Linked DNA regions of Zea mays: regions 2 and 3 are each linked to region 1. A link is a contact called in public Hi-C data. All regions are on one chromosome and are shown on one strand. The core of a region is the stretch at or near the end of the contact, and the rest is flanking DNA. Distances in the headings are between cores, read along the strand shown.

Evidence for each region. A called contact is a pair of places that touch in the nucleus more often than the background predicts.
Region 2: a Hi-C map of leaf shows a contact between it and region 1, with 4 times the contacts expected there. The contact joins the promoter of LOC100283302 here to the promoter of LOC100284121 in region 1. A contact is called at or near these places in 4 of 25 Hi-C or Micro-C datasets (bundle sheath and leaf).
Region 3: a Hi-C map of leaf shows a contact between it and region 1, with 8 times the contacts expected there. The contact joins the promoter of LOC103630138 here to the promoter of LOC100284121 in region 1. A contact is called at or near these places in 2 of 25 Hi-C or Micro-C datasets (bundle sheath and leaf).

The regions. Positions count from the first base shown.
Region 1 is chr6:143,198,236-143,202,908 of Zm-B73-REFERENCE-NAM-5.0, forward strand. It overlaps LOC100284121 (zinc transporter 4), which reads right to left and starts at 2,691. Exons shown (of 4, transcript NM_001157018.2): 1 at 2,433-2,691; 2 at 1,692-2,344; 3 at 1,464-1,613; 4 at 253-799. The coding sequence starts at 2,487. The coding sequence ends at 494.
Region 2 is chr6:143,069,853-143,074,479 of Zm-B73-REFERENCE-NAM-5.0, forward strand. LOC100283302 reads left to right here and starts at 2,576. Exons shown (of 4, transcript NM_001367100.1): 1 at 2,576-2,957; 2 at 3,927-4,106. The coding sequence starts at 2,772.
Region 3 is chr6:142,995,159-142,999,502 of Zm-B73-REFERENCE-NAM-5.0, forward strand. LOC103630138 (cytochrome P450 90D2) reads right to left here and starts at 2,444. Exons shown (of 7, transcript XM_020539508.3): 1 at 1,922-2,444; 2 at 1,414-1,831; 3 at 216-365; 4 at 1-39. The coding sequence starts at 2,202.

The sequences.
Region 1 (4,673 bases), core at 1,441-3,940:
TTAGCACGTACTCGGTACTTAGCAAGTCGGATTGGATACTCATGCAGCCAATTTCAGCCGCTCACTGTTAGGTCTAATGGGGTTCAATCAGGCCCTAAATGAGCCCAAACCATTTGCTGCAGATCAAATCAACGTTGTCAATATTTCATATTTGACAGAAGACTACCCAACCATTACACTTTGCAGATACTGAAATGCCAAGACCAGCCACACCCACAATTGACACAACCATTACAGCAGTGCATGCAGTCATTCAGCGGCAGTCAAACATATCATTGCTTGCTCATCGCTTAAAGAAACCACATAGTTCACCCTTGAGTACATCAGCGGTGTTTTTTTCATGCCCTTGAAAAACAGTGCATGTTATCCTATGATGATCCCGAAGGAAGCTACCATACAACAAGATACTACACATTAAAACTGTACATATACCCCAGAAATTTTATATGGACACTGCTTCACCTTTTATCTGATATTTAATCAAGGTCATGTCTCAAGCCCATATTGCAAGTGATGACATAGAGAGCGCACCGAGGAACAATGCGATGTATGCCATCACTTGCTGTCGCAGGGTCCCTGTCATCTTTCCACCCAAGAAATCTACAGCAATGAGATCCACTAGTGACATGTATATGAGAATGCCAGCAGATACCGAGTCAAGAATGCCCTCGACCACAAGGGCCCTTGGGCTATTGGGATTGTAGAATGTGGTCATGCCTGCCCCAGCAGCTATTCCTGCCGGTGTTGTGATGGCGAAGAAAGATGCCATTAGAACTGCTGAAAGGTTCTTGAATTGTGCCTGTTGGGAGAAATGTGGTAGTGTCTCCATTAGTAATTGAAGTAAGAAAAGGAAGCAGCACAGTAGAAGAAGTGAAGGAAAAAAGAAATTAAAGGAAAAAAAAGGGAAGACAAAGTAACTAAGTAGTAATGCATAGACATCACCATGTATTTTTTTTTCTGGGACCATTCAGTGCTGAAGCAATCTAATCAGTAAATGGACATCCAACCTAATTGTCATAACTCCGCAATACTTTTCATGAAGTACTAAAATTTTCGGCTGGCGGGTATTCACAAAGTACTAGACAACCATAGTTTATTTTAGAAGTTAAATCGAAGGTGGCCATTTACATGGATAAACAGGCATAAATTGGGAGAGAGAAATATATTCCAACAATGTACAATGCTCAGTTATATTATTGAAGCCAAATGTTTGAATCCTGAACTTTCAAGGATGGGTCCATGTTCTTAAAGGCCGATTGCCCAACCATCAAATTGATAAAGGAGCAAGCCTCACATGAAAGTAATGTACTTACAGTACAGTGTGCAGAGTATCAAGAAAATCAAGAATTTCAACAGTATGTGCAAAATTATACAGCAGGCTGCTATTAAAACATGGCAAATCAATTGTTGATCAAGTCATGAGAACGGATCAGCTCTCAACCGCAGTTGACTGCAATTCTCACCTGAGCAATGCACCCACCTAGTGCAAACCCCTCGAAGAACTGGTGGAATGCAAGTGCTGCGACAAGTGGCCTGATTGTGCATGGGCTCCGCGACACTCCCAGTGACAATCCGATGATCACAGAGTGTGACACAATCCCCATCTCCAGTATCTGCAACCAAGGCACTGGTTATCACAGCGTGCACGATGAAACACCAAAGCATCCCAAATGAATCGATCAAACAAGCACCTGTGACACGACAATGGAGCGCACATGTGCCGACACCTCCGCCTCGCTACCCTCTACCTGCACCGGCTCATGCACATGGCTGTGGCTGTGGCTGTGACCGTGTCCATGGCAGTGCGTTTGCAACAGCGGGGCCTTGCGCTCGTCCTCATCGACGGTGACCACCGTGATGTCCTCGTCGCTCCCAGAGGAGGTCGCAACCAGTGCGGCGGCCGCCGCCGCCTTGACGCGCGCGGCCTCGTCGCGATGCTTGGCCTCGTAGAACCTGGTGGCAAGGAAGTCGAGCACCAGCGTGGCTAGCGCAGCGGCCATGGCGACGAACCCGGGCACTGGGAACCGTCGCCACGGCGCGGCGGGGAGGCACGGGCTGGACAGCGCGTGCTCGGCGTCGTGAAGCATGTGGACGAACCCCGTGGCCAGGATGACCCCGGCGGCGAACGCCTTGGCCGCCAGGAACGCGGCGCTGTCCGTGCGCAGCGCGCGCCGCTTCCGCCCCGCGAGCGGCAGGACCACCCCGAGCACCCCGGCCACCAGTATCGCCGCCATGGCCACCTTCTTGAGCCGCAGCGCCGCGGCGTCGTCACGGCACCCCGCCCCCTCCGCCTTCTGCACCTCGTCCGCGCAGCTCACGGCCGAGAGCGACGCCGCCATAAGCTCTGCGCACGCACCACATCAGGCCGTCAATCTCAACGCTGGACGGCGCAAGGACCGAAGAAAAGCTCGAAAAGCAACCGAATTGCGTACCATTACTGCTGGTCAAGAACTGGCCGACGTGCCGGCGGAGGCCGGCGAGAACCATGGCCAGAGACGGCGAATCCGATCCTGCAAGCGATAGGACGGACAACAAAATCTTGGAGAAATCGGTTCTTCAGGCGGCCACTTTTCCGATGCCGTGGATTCCTAGCTCCCGTCGCACGCAAAGGCACGCCCAAGCCAGTGGACAAGGAGAGGAGATTGAGAGAGGTTGAAGTCGCAGGGGAAAGAGCGGAAAAGAGAGGGGATGTCGTCATGGTGGTGCGAGTGCACTGTGCACCCAACATCGAAATGGTGCGTCCGCGACATCGACCGCCACCGCGGCACCCAGGTGGTTTACGCCTGGGAGTCACTGACATGTGGGATCAGGAAGGCTTGTGACGGTCATGGCCGTGCCGTGTCAATGAGCGAGGAGGAAAGTCAGCCGTCGATCTGTTCTATGAACGGTGTAGATGCTGTCTCCATGTCGTTAGCATTTGGATGCGGGACCTCGCGGCCGTATCCGCATAACTAACTGGACCCCACGTACGGAGAAGCTTGTGCGGTGCTTTTCTCGGGTATATGTCTGATCTGTGGGACCCAGGTAAGCGGGGCCCTATTGATAGGGACTATGGTGGCAGATAAGTGTTAGCGGTGGAGGTCACGTGGTGAAGGCGTGCATTGAGTTGTGGGGGCGTGGCCAAACCATGTCGACATAGTGACGAAGTGTCGTGGGGCCCACGCGGAGGCGCTACGAGGTCCCCCGGGTCGCCAGATTCCTGGTTGCTCACCATTTGCCCATGGTATTTAGCACGAATTAAGTCAATTTATGGCCCTCTTTAGTATAGCTTAAGATCCATAAAATTTGGTGAAGTCGATAAAGTAGATTATTAGGTGCTCTAAAAAATCGTAGAGCTGAAGTTGTAAGTCATTAAAAGACATTTAGATAAATCATTTCGTTCACCATTTAGATTAAAAATATTTTTAAAACTATTTGAATTAATATTATAAATTACAGCTCCACACTGGAGATGGAACCTAGAGCCATCCCAAACACCCTCTATGACACTTTAGATGTGTCCACCAGTTCAGTCATATGGTCATATACAATGTATTGTTGGTAGGGTAAACTTTGAATATTGGTATGTGTATGGATAACCGCTAAAGATAATCTTAGGTAGAGCTTGTGAGGCGTACTTCATCAACTCCAATTCGATGAACTTGTGAAAATTGTATACCACTTCTTGACTGTCACATCCAATTTTAAAGACAAACTCGAATGTCCATTACAAATGTAATCAGATTAAGGATCACATGTATAGCGACGTTATACAATGGATTATATCAACACAGTGCTTTATTAATAACGAAACAAAATATTTATTGCACGACCACGATATTATTTCAATCCACCAGTAAACGCTCCACAGACCACTAGTTGATCACAAGCCTAGATCTTGCCATAGTCATGTAACTCTTGGGCATAGGACACTCGTTATCCTTCATCTCGACAAGGAATACATAGGGTGGAGTGGATAAAGACAAGAGTGAGTACTTTCAAACTCAGCAAGTATCTCATTTTAGATAAAAGTGGACTGGCTATATGGTGGACTAGCTAGAGCAGTTGCTTTGGTCAAGTTTTATTTGCACTTATAAAGCGTACGAATCCCTCTTCGTAAAACATTTATCATGTAAAACTTCATTACAACACAATAACTTCAATGTTCACTGCATCCCACAGTGAACCATTCACCAAGTCTTATGGTAAAATGTTACAGTAAAGTAACCCTAGAAAACACGTTCATTGCATCCCACAATAAACCATCCATTAATTCTCATGGTGAACATTTTATCACGAGCATCAGCCCCTCGGTGTTTTGAATTTGTAAAACTATAATATATGAGAATTCCAAGATTGCTCTTGACCATCAGCACGACTGACTAACCAGTTTTACACTCTGCACATGTGAAATGAAAATGGGCTAGATAGCCAATTCTACCTATTTTAGTGATTGAATGACCAACACAACATCGTGGACTAACTCGTTTGCTAAGTGTATGAGTATAGGTTCACTCGGACACAATTAGGAGGTTTCTAAGTCCAAATGTGCTCAAAATAGGCCTAGAAATGCAACTGTGTGCAAAAAGGGTAAAATTGTGAGGTTTGAACCTTTAGATACGTTGCATATGCCTATTTGCGAACACAGTTGACTTGTGCCTATTAGTTTGGCTTGATGATGAGTGATTGTCAAC
Region 2 (4,627 bases), core at 1,326-3,825, 130 kb before region 1:
TCGAATACAGTCCTACGGTCTACGGATGGGTGAAGACCATGGAAACCCATGCCTATGCAAACCCATCTACACCCATGGGTATTAACCATTTCGACCCACAATACAAAATAAACCCACCCAACCCAACCCAATTACAATTCAAACCCATCACAACCCACCAAAACAAAACCATTTCTTAAACCCACCTAAAATACCCACTTACACCCACCCCGTTTGTAGGCCTAACCAGATAGCCTGGCAGTTGTACGACTGAAGTCCCCAGCCTTGGGATTTTTTTGTTAAAAATCACCGAATGGTCCGGGCTTCTTCACCGGACAGTCCGGTGACTCCATCCAACGGCTACTTCGCTTCTTCACCCGGCACCCAACGGTCAAATTGCAACACCGGACAGTCCAGTGCCCCCAGGAAAGGAAACATCACCAATCAAGTGATATACTAGTTCTAAGTGTCGAAAAAGTTGTTGGGCACTTAGTTTAGTTATAGGGCCTTTTATTTTCTTTTAGCCATACTATAAAAAGGGGTTGTGGATGAGTAACTTGACTTAGTCATGTCTAAATGTAGTGTGGTGGTTCACTCATACACAAAACTAGTGCTAGATAACTCTTGAGAGCCTACAAAAATTTGGAGAGAAAGCAAAATAAGAAAAACTTAGAAAATGCACTCTAGGTGCATCAGACCTAGTTCCCAGAGAGTGTTCAGTGACCCATCTGGCATATGGGCAACTGACACGGGTTTGGTGCGCACAGGACCGGTTTCCCAGAGAGCTTGTTTTCTGCTCAGTTGCACGTGTGTGTCAAACCATGGTCCGGTAGCACATCGGGCCATTTATCTAGAGAGCTTGTAGTCCGCGTCATCTAGCCTATTGGCACATCAGCCTGGTCCGGTACACACAGACCACTCAACAGTAATGGCTAGGTCTGGCAAACTAGACGTTGGCGGGTGTCAGAAGGGGGTGCGGTGCTCACTGGACCATGGTCTGGTGTGCCCTTAACTGAGTGGAACGGTAACAACTATATTTTGGTTGGTGGCTATTTATACCCCCTCCAATGGGCACATTGAAGTGTCTTGCCTTCCCAACCACATAGTATTCATTGTGAGAGCTTACAAGACCCTTAGCATAGTGAGGTGATTATCAAAATCATAATCTCGTAGTTAGGAACTCATTAGTGCAAGAGTGAGCCACCTAAAGCACACACCACTCGCATTAGACTCATCATAGTCAAGTGAAGGCCTAGATCTTATTACTCTGGGTGATCGACATCACCTAGACAGCTTGGTGGTGATTGGAGCGTGTGATCACCCTGGAGGACTATTGGTGACCTGACTTGGAGTTGTACACGACTGTGAGGGATTCACCACACCGAAGAGGTAAAGAATTAACATGTAGTGAGCATTTAGTCCTTGCGAGGACTAAGCGAGAGCTATACCCTTGTGTAATGCTCCAACGAGGACTATTGGAAAGTGCCGATTTTTTTTGACACCTCGGAAAAAATCAGAGAATTCATCTAAACCCTTTGCTTTACTTTCGGCATTTAATTTGGGCAATTTACTTTTGAGCACTTACATTCTTAGTATAAGCCATGATTGCTTAGGGTTGTTCTAGAGTACTTAGCTTCATTTGATCTAGCTAGTTTGTTGGGTGAAATTAGGCTTGTGATTAGGGTTTAATCTTTTGCAAGAATTTTAGAAAAGTCCAATTCACCTCATCTTAGGCATCGTGATTCTTTCAGGACTAACTCCTGTCCGTCATCCTGGGGCCTTCACCCGGGGGTTAGGGTCCTAATGCCTCCGATGTCCTAGAGCCTTCGTCGTTGCTGGCGACCGGATTAAGCGTCTTTGCATGGGCTCGTGGGCTTAATGTCGAGCCTTTGCTGGGACAACACCGTGAGACCTCTTCAAAGATGAAATCCGCTTCGACCGTACATGACGATCGGAATCTTTTGTTGAGTGTGGACCCTGTGCTCATAAACAAGGTTAGCTTGGATTTCGGTGTGCTTAACCGAGGGGATGATCGAGGTATGGTTTGGCCTTCGTCCCAACACCAGAATACACAATAAGACTAAGCATATAAGAAATGATGCCACATAAGTATCGATCTCTAGAGTTGACGCATGTACATGTTGCAGCTTACATGTCATGAATTATACCAACCGTTTGAGAAATACATATCTAGCAGTATAAAATCAATATAATAACATGAAGCTTTAAGACAATAATTTATTTGATAACAGGCAGATCTTATCAACAACAATGCTTATTACAAGATTTACCGGATAAGCTCATGATAGTGTACCGCCCTGACACTCTACTAATTGCACATTTGTTTTTAGTAATTTAATTACATGACGCTTATATTGTATACATACTTGCACATTATTTTTTGTTAAATGACAGTTTTTTTGTTGAACCTTTTGGTAATTTGTCGGAGACAGCATTAGTCGTTCTTTAGTTCAAAATCAGCAAATTCTGAGCATCCAATCCACTGGCCCATTCACCAGTGACAGTCTTCAGGACTTTCTCGTGTAGCATCATTTCCGCTACCCAAATCTCTCCATCCACGGCGACGCCCGACGCCATCCGTCAGCCAGCCCCATCTCCACCACCCCTCCCCGTCCCCGACGTAGCAGCAGAGCGGAGAGGCGGCCAAGCCAATTCCTCACCGGTAGCTTCTCCGCGCTCCCGGGCTCCGCCTCGCCGCACTCGGATGCCCCCTGCGCTGGCGCCTAGAGCGGCGGCGGTCTAGCGGGCGCCGGGAGCGGTGAAATCCACCCATGGCCGACGCTCTCCTCCTTCCGTGCCGCTTCCTCGCGCCGTTGTCAGTCACATCCGGCGCCTCTTCATCAGCCTCTTCGTCCCCGCCGTGTCGTTGGGTGCTCTCGTCGCCCGGCTCGCCGTGGCGGCCGCGCTTGGCTGCCGGGCAACGGCAACCCCGACCTCGCCGGTTCACTCGGCACAAGGTGCGCGTTCTCGGCTTGTCGGCTGAAGCATTTGCAACCGGCTTTGTTGTTTGTCAAACGCGGTGATGTGGCGCTCCGAAGGGTTTCTCGGTTGTTTTCGCACTACCGCGTGTTTGTGACTTCCAGTGTGAACGATGTGGAGGGGGGGCGCTTCTTTTACGATTTTTCGGTGGACTGCGAGGTTTGTGGTGTTGCTGAATCTCTGGATTAGAGGGTACACGGGGTTTTATTGCGAAGCAGCTCTTGCAATTCCATGTCATTTATGAGCGAGTAAAATCCTAGGTGAATTTTGTGGTTTCTTCTCTGCCTTTGATGTTCTTTTGCTCATTGAGCAGTTGTTCCTAAGGTAAGTCCACTACTCTGTGGAATTAGACCTCTTCGTTTCCGTTTTCCTCGTTCTAGATTTGGGAGTGCCATGTATATAATTTTTAATCTACTATTATTTCTATTGTTGTGCCATGTGAAGAGGAAATGCATACCAGTGAATAACTGTAAGCACTGTGCTACGCGAATTACATAGCGGGTGTTTGAATGCATTGGAGCTAATAGCTAGCTGCTAAAATTAGCTAAAAACATCCATACCGCCTATATAATAGTTCAACTATTAGCTACTTTTAGCAAATTAACAATAATTAGCTAGTTATTTGTTAGCTAGCTAATTCTACTAGAATTTTTTTAGCCAACTAACCATTAGCTCTTGTGCATTCAAACACCCCCACAATGCTTTGCTGTTTGTTTCATTTGGATTCGTTACTTCATTTTGGTGTTAAGCAGTGCTACATTTTTTACTCTCCATTTCTAAGTAGTTCACCAGGATGTGTGTTATATTCAATTGCATTCTTGCTTGTTGAACTTGTGCATGTTTTAACGAAAGGCTTGTGTGATCTGTTCAGTCATACGGGCCTATGCTACTTAGTTTACGCTGCAGGGCATTTGATTGTTATGGTTTTGTTGTGTTGATTATTCCAGATTTGTGCAGCAGAGCGTGGTGAGCAACCGAAATGGTGGGAGAAAAATGCTGGGCCAAACATGATTGACATCCACTCCACAGTGGAGTTCTTGGATGCACTAAGAGATGCTGGAGACAGGCTTGTTATTGTTGAGTTCTACGGAACCTGGTGTGGTTCATGCAGGGCTCTCTTTCCAAGGGTAATGCCATTAATCGTGAATATAACTACTGGATGTTTGATTGGTTCTGTCTGATTACAACTTTACAACTCAACATTGTTACCTTCTGATTTCTAATGTGCTAATTACAACTTTACAACTCTACATTGTTACCTTCTGTATTCCTAATGTGCTAATTATGACTTTACATAGTTACCTGCTACATATCATTTAGGATGCACAAATTGAATAGCATTTTTTGAAACATTGTAGCTATTTAAAGGCATGTCAAAGCATTATTTTTTGTTTGCTAAGATTAGGAAAGACTTATTATCAAATTATACACCCTTCAATGCATAAGTTTAGTTTTGATAGGTTTCAGTCCAGATAAGTTCATCTGTATTAGAGTTATTTAAAAGGAAAAAGTAAATGCACACAAATGTTATTGCCAGGGTTGTTTCATGACTTGAGAGGGTCCAAGTGCATGGTACTGGGGGATCTAGACGGAGAATGCAGATTGGATAGGATAGTAATCCTATGGAATCTAGAAACACATGCAACAA
Region 3 (4,344 bases), core at 1,194-3,693, 200 kb before region 1:
GATGATCGTTTTTATCAACTTTGTCATCCTCTTCTTAGCCTGCTCTGGGTAGTGTTTGTTGATACCATATATAGCACACATATATGAAGCTTAATTAGAGGAGGAAATTAATCCAAACAGCCCTATATATAGTTACCGCAGTTCAACTCATTGCAAAGAAGTATATATATAGAGAGAGAGAGAGAGGTAAAAAAAATAGGGTTCCCGGTGTTTACCTTGAGGGATCTATAGAGTTGAGTCCCCGGAAGCTTAACCGGAAGTGATATCAAACCGGCAATGAATTCTTGAAACTGTTGCCTGAGGTACTGCATCTTGTCCCCTTCCTCTAACCCTATCAGCGCCCTCACTAGGATTTCGAACACAATCTACAGAACAACGCATGAAATTGATAAAAATCTACTGTTAGAAGAGCTAGCTAGCTAGCTTAATTTTAAAAAAAGGACAGACCGAATAATGCGGTAGACTCCCACTGTCCCACATGAGTAGGGGTCTAGAGAATAGATAAACTAAATCAAGTCTTTTCGCTACAAATACCGAGAAGCTGTTTTGAACCCCATAACCTAATGACTTGTGAGGCAACTTTCACTACTGTACCATGCTTGTCCTTCGTCACAGTTGAGTTTATTAAAAGTTCGTCAATAAGAACCATAAACCAATTAATACTATCGGAATCCAGATCTTTACCGAGTGCTCGAGGCTTTGCTGAGTGTTTTTTATCGGACATTCGGCAAAGAACTATTTATCCGCACTCGGTAAGGTTACACTCTCGGTAACGACCACGTTTACCGAGAGTAAATGCACGGCAAACGACGACGCTCGGCAAAGTGTTTTCTAGACTCGGTAAAGAAGCGGTTTTCGGCAGTGTAACCAAATTACGGTTGCCTTTAAAATAAATGTCAAAGGGGATGTAAACATTGCAGACTACATGCTCTGATTCGTCCACGAATACCAGGGACTGTGTGAGGATGACATATACATGTGTGGTTCCAAGCTGTGGATATTAATATTCCTTGCGACCGCAATACTGTCCATGTGTAGATACGGACAAACGCTAACTCCCGGAGCGGCGAAGCATCAATACTGACGTCGCATGTCGCATCCAGACGCACGCATGGCACGGCGCGCGCCCATGGATTCCGCGGGAGGGACCGGGAGGGTAGCGACATGGAGCGCGCGCGTGCGCACGAGAACCGGCACACGCGCGCAGTACGTATGCTGGCGCCGGCCCAGGGTGGAAAAAACGCGCAGCTCTTAGCATCGTCTACGTGCATGCAGTATGGACACAGGTACTGTACTGGGTCGGCAGTGGGCAGGCACTAATAATAATAATAATAATTGTAGTCAACAAGGCAGCAGGAGGGAAGGAGGAAGACGACGGGGTGCTGGCGTCGCGTCGCGCGTCGCGTCACGTACCGACTTGGCCTCGTTCTGCACACGCACGGGCATACCACCGCTGTCGTCGCCCATGCTCCGATGGCGCCGCCTGCCCCACATGTCCATGGCGCGGCCGACGCGGCGCTGCATGTCCAGGGTGACCTGCGCCTTGAGCTGCGGCGACTTGAAGAAGGCGCCCGCGAGGCCGTGCACCCGGCGCTGGAGGCCGCCGCCGAGCACTAGGATGGACGATTGCCCCATCAGCTCCATGAGCGATCGCGGGTACCATGGAACGAACGCCGACGCGTCGGCCTGCAGCACCGCGCGGCTCACCTCCGGGTCCGAGCTCACCACCGCCGGCGACCCCCACAGGTGCGACTTGAACACCTTCCCGTACCTGTGACATCGAGCAGTCGATCGGTCGTCGTCGTCGTCCTCGCCTCGGTCAATCTCAGTTCTTGCCAAAGTATATATTAAAGGACGTACGGGCCGGGAAGGAATTAATTAGAAAGATTTTTTTTTCTAATCTAATCTATACTCTACTCACAAGACGCGGCGTTTCTCGACGAAGGACTCCGGGCGAGGCGAGTACGCGGCCCGGATGAACGCCAGCGTCTCGCCGAGGAGCGGCCACCCGAGCGAGCCGGCAGGGAGCCGTGCTCCTCCGGCAGCACCAGCACCTACCTGCCGCCGCCCCTTGATAATTCCTGAAGAACAGGCACGGGGGACGAAGAGCCGCACGATGACGGCGGCGAGGAGCAGCGCCGCCGTGGCAGAGCCGACGACGGACGCTGGCCAAGAACAACCACCACCTCTGATGGGACACATCGCGCGCGTTCCGGATGGTGGGTGGGCTCGTGGTTTCTGATCGCCGATCTCGCCGGACGCTGTGTGTTGCAACTTGCAACACCAGGGAAAAGGGTGAGGCCTCAGCGCCTCTATTATAAAGTCTAAACTAGAAGAGTGCTTCTAATGGAAGGAGAGCCTGAACCGCGGCCGACGGCCGGGATAGAGTGGCGTCCGGCCGGCTATGAAACTGCCCAGAGAATCTTGCTTCAAATATTTTATTTTATTATTATTATTTAATACTTATCAAGGGCTAGTGCGTTCCATAAATGCTAATAGTTACGTGCTAGCAGCTAAAAATGAGTAACAAACTTGCTTGTCTCCAAACAAAATTATGTGGGTCATGAAATTTGTTCGGCAGTCTTGTTGATGCTGTTTGGTTAAAAAGGTATATCATTTCAAGTTGCGTAGCTTATAGGGTGTTTGGTTTTTATAGACTACATTTTAGTCTCTTCGTTTTATTTTATTTTAGTCTATAAATTATCAAATACCGAAACTAAAATTATATTTCAGTTTCTAAATACATTAAATGCAACGCAAAAAGACCGAAATACATTTTTTTCTTGTTTCACACCAGTTTTCTAGCAAGAGCAATTAAAATAAATGTTGCTCTTTAATCACTTTTATCACTCATGTGAGGGCCTAGATACTAAAGCCAATTAATCTATAATTTAGTCGTCCCATTTGACAAATAAGGACTAAACTGAACTAAAAATCAGTGATTAAAGATTAATCCCTAGAAAACCAAACACTCCCTAGTCGGCATGTTGATCCATCACGTTGTGGCGATAATTGGGTCGTTAGAGAAGAGCTAGCACAGCTTGGTTTCAACCAAAGGAGAACAAGCAGGCGACGGGGGCGGGGACCACATTTTGGCTGCAATCATGCCTTCCACGCGTTCGTTGTGATATGTATGGTGTGTGCGCCGTATGATCGATGCATGATTATATTAGTCGAGACCAGAGCAGAGTGGTTGTTGGCCATCGCTACCACTCAAATAAACGCACCGAAGCATATATCGGGCCAAGCGCTCTCTTTCCTCGACTACCTAGGCATGCATGTCATAGAGCATCACATGACCATTTGAACCCGGACATGTAGTACCTTCTTTTCGTTTGGGGAGAGAGATTTTTGTTTTTGTTACATGAACATATATATGGTCTTTCGAGCAACTCTGCCTCAACATTGGGCCCCCTACTCATTTAATTTAGCAACTTGTTCTATTTGTTTAGGGCCTAAATACAGATGTTCAATCTAATCGTGGACCCTAAAAACCCCTCCCCTCTGTTTCTCCCACTCGGCCCCCGTTGCCATTTTGGCGTAGCATTTTTTTTTTTTTTTTTTTTTGCTGTGAAGACATTTTTGCTACTTCTGAAAGGAGCACAGCACATTTTTGCTACTTCTGATACAAATTGGGTGAAATATGGTGTCTAGCTAATCAGTATATATATCTCGCAGCCAGTCATTGGGAAACATATGGCGTCTAGCATCTGTTTCAAACTATAATTCAGACTAGGAATCTCATAAATATTATTAATTAGTGAACTGCTATACAAACATAGTGAACTGTTATACAAACAGATGGCGTCTAGCTAGCATCAGTATATGTTGCAGCCAGCGAACTGCTATACAAACAGAACCTCCAGTACTTAACTTATGAGATTGAAAGAGTAGTATATGCAAAAACATAGTGAACAACTAAGAAAACAGAAGCTCCAACAATGTCTGAATGACATTTCAGAAATGAGCAGAAGCAGTTCAGAACTTCAACGATATAGTAATCAATCAATACTGTCGAAATCATTCCTGCAAGAATTTATAACAGAAGCTCCAATACTATCAAAATCGTTCCTACAAACTTATTCTTACTTCTCTAAAATTCAAATATGAGACGCCGACGGCCGTGCACATGCATGGGGGAACGAGGCCGACCATCCATCGCACTTGAGAACCGGAGAAGGTGGGCACGAGGACAACTCACGTACCAGGGGAACCACGGAAGTGAGACAAGGTCAATGGCGATTGCATGATTCTGGATCGAGGAGCAGGTCGAACTTGCAAAGAACCGACTGCGAAGGGTTTAGGGAGACGAGCCCTAAATTTTGTTGATGAATTTCATTAAAA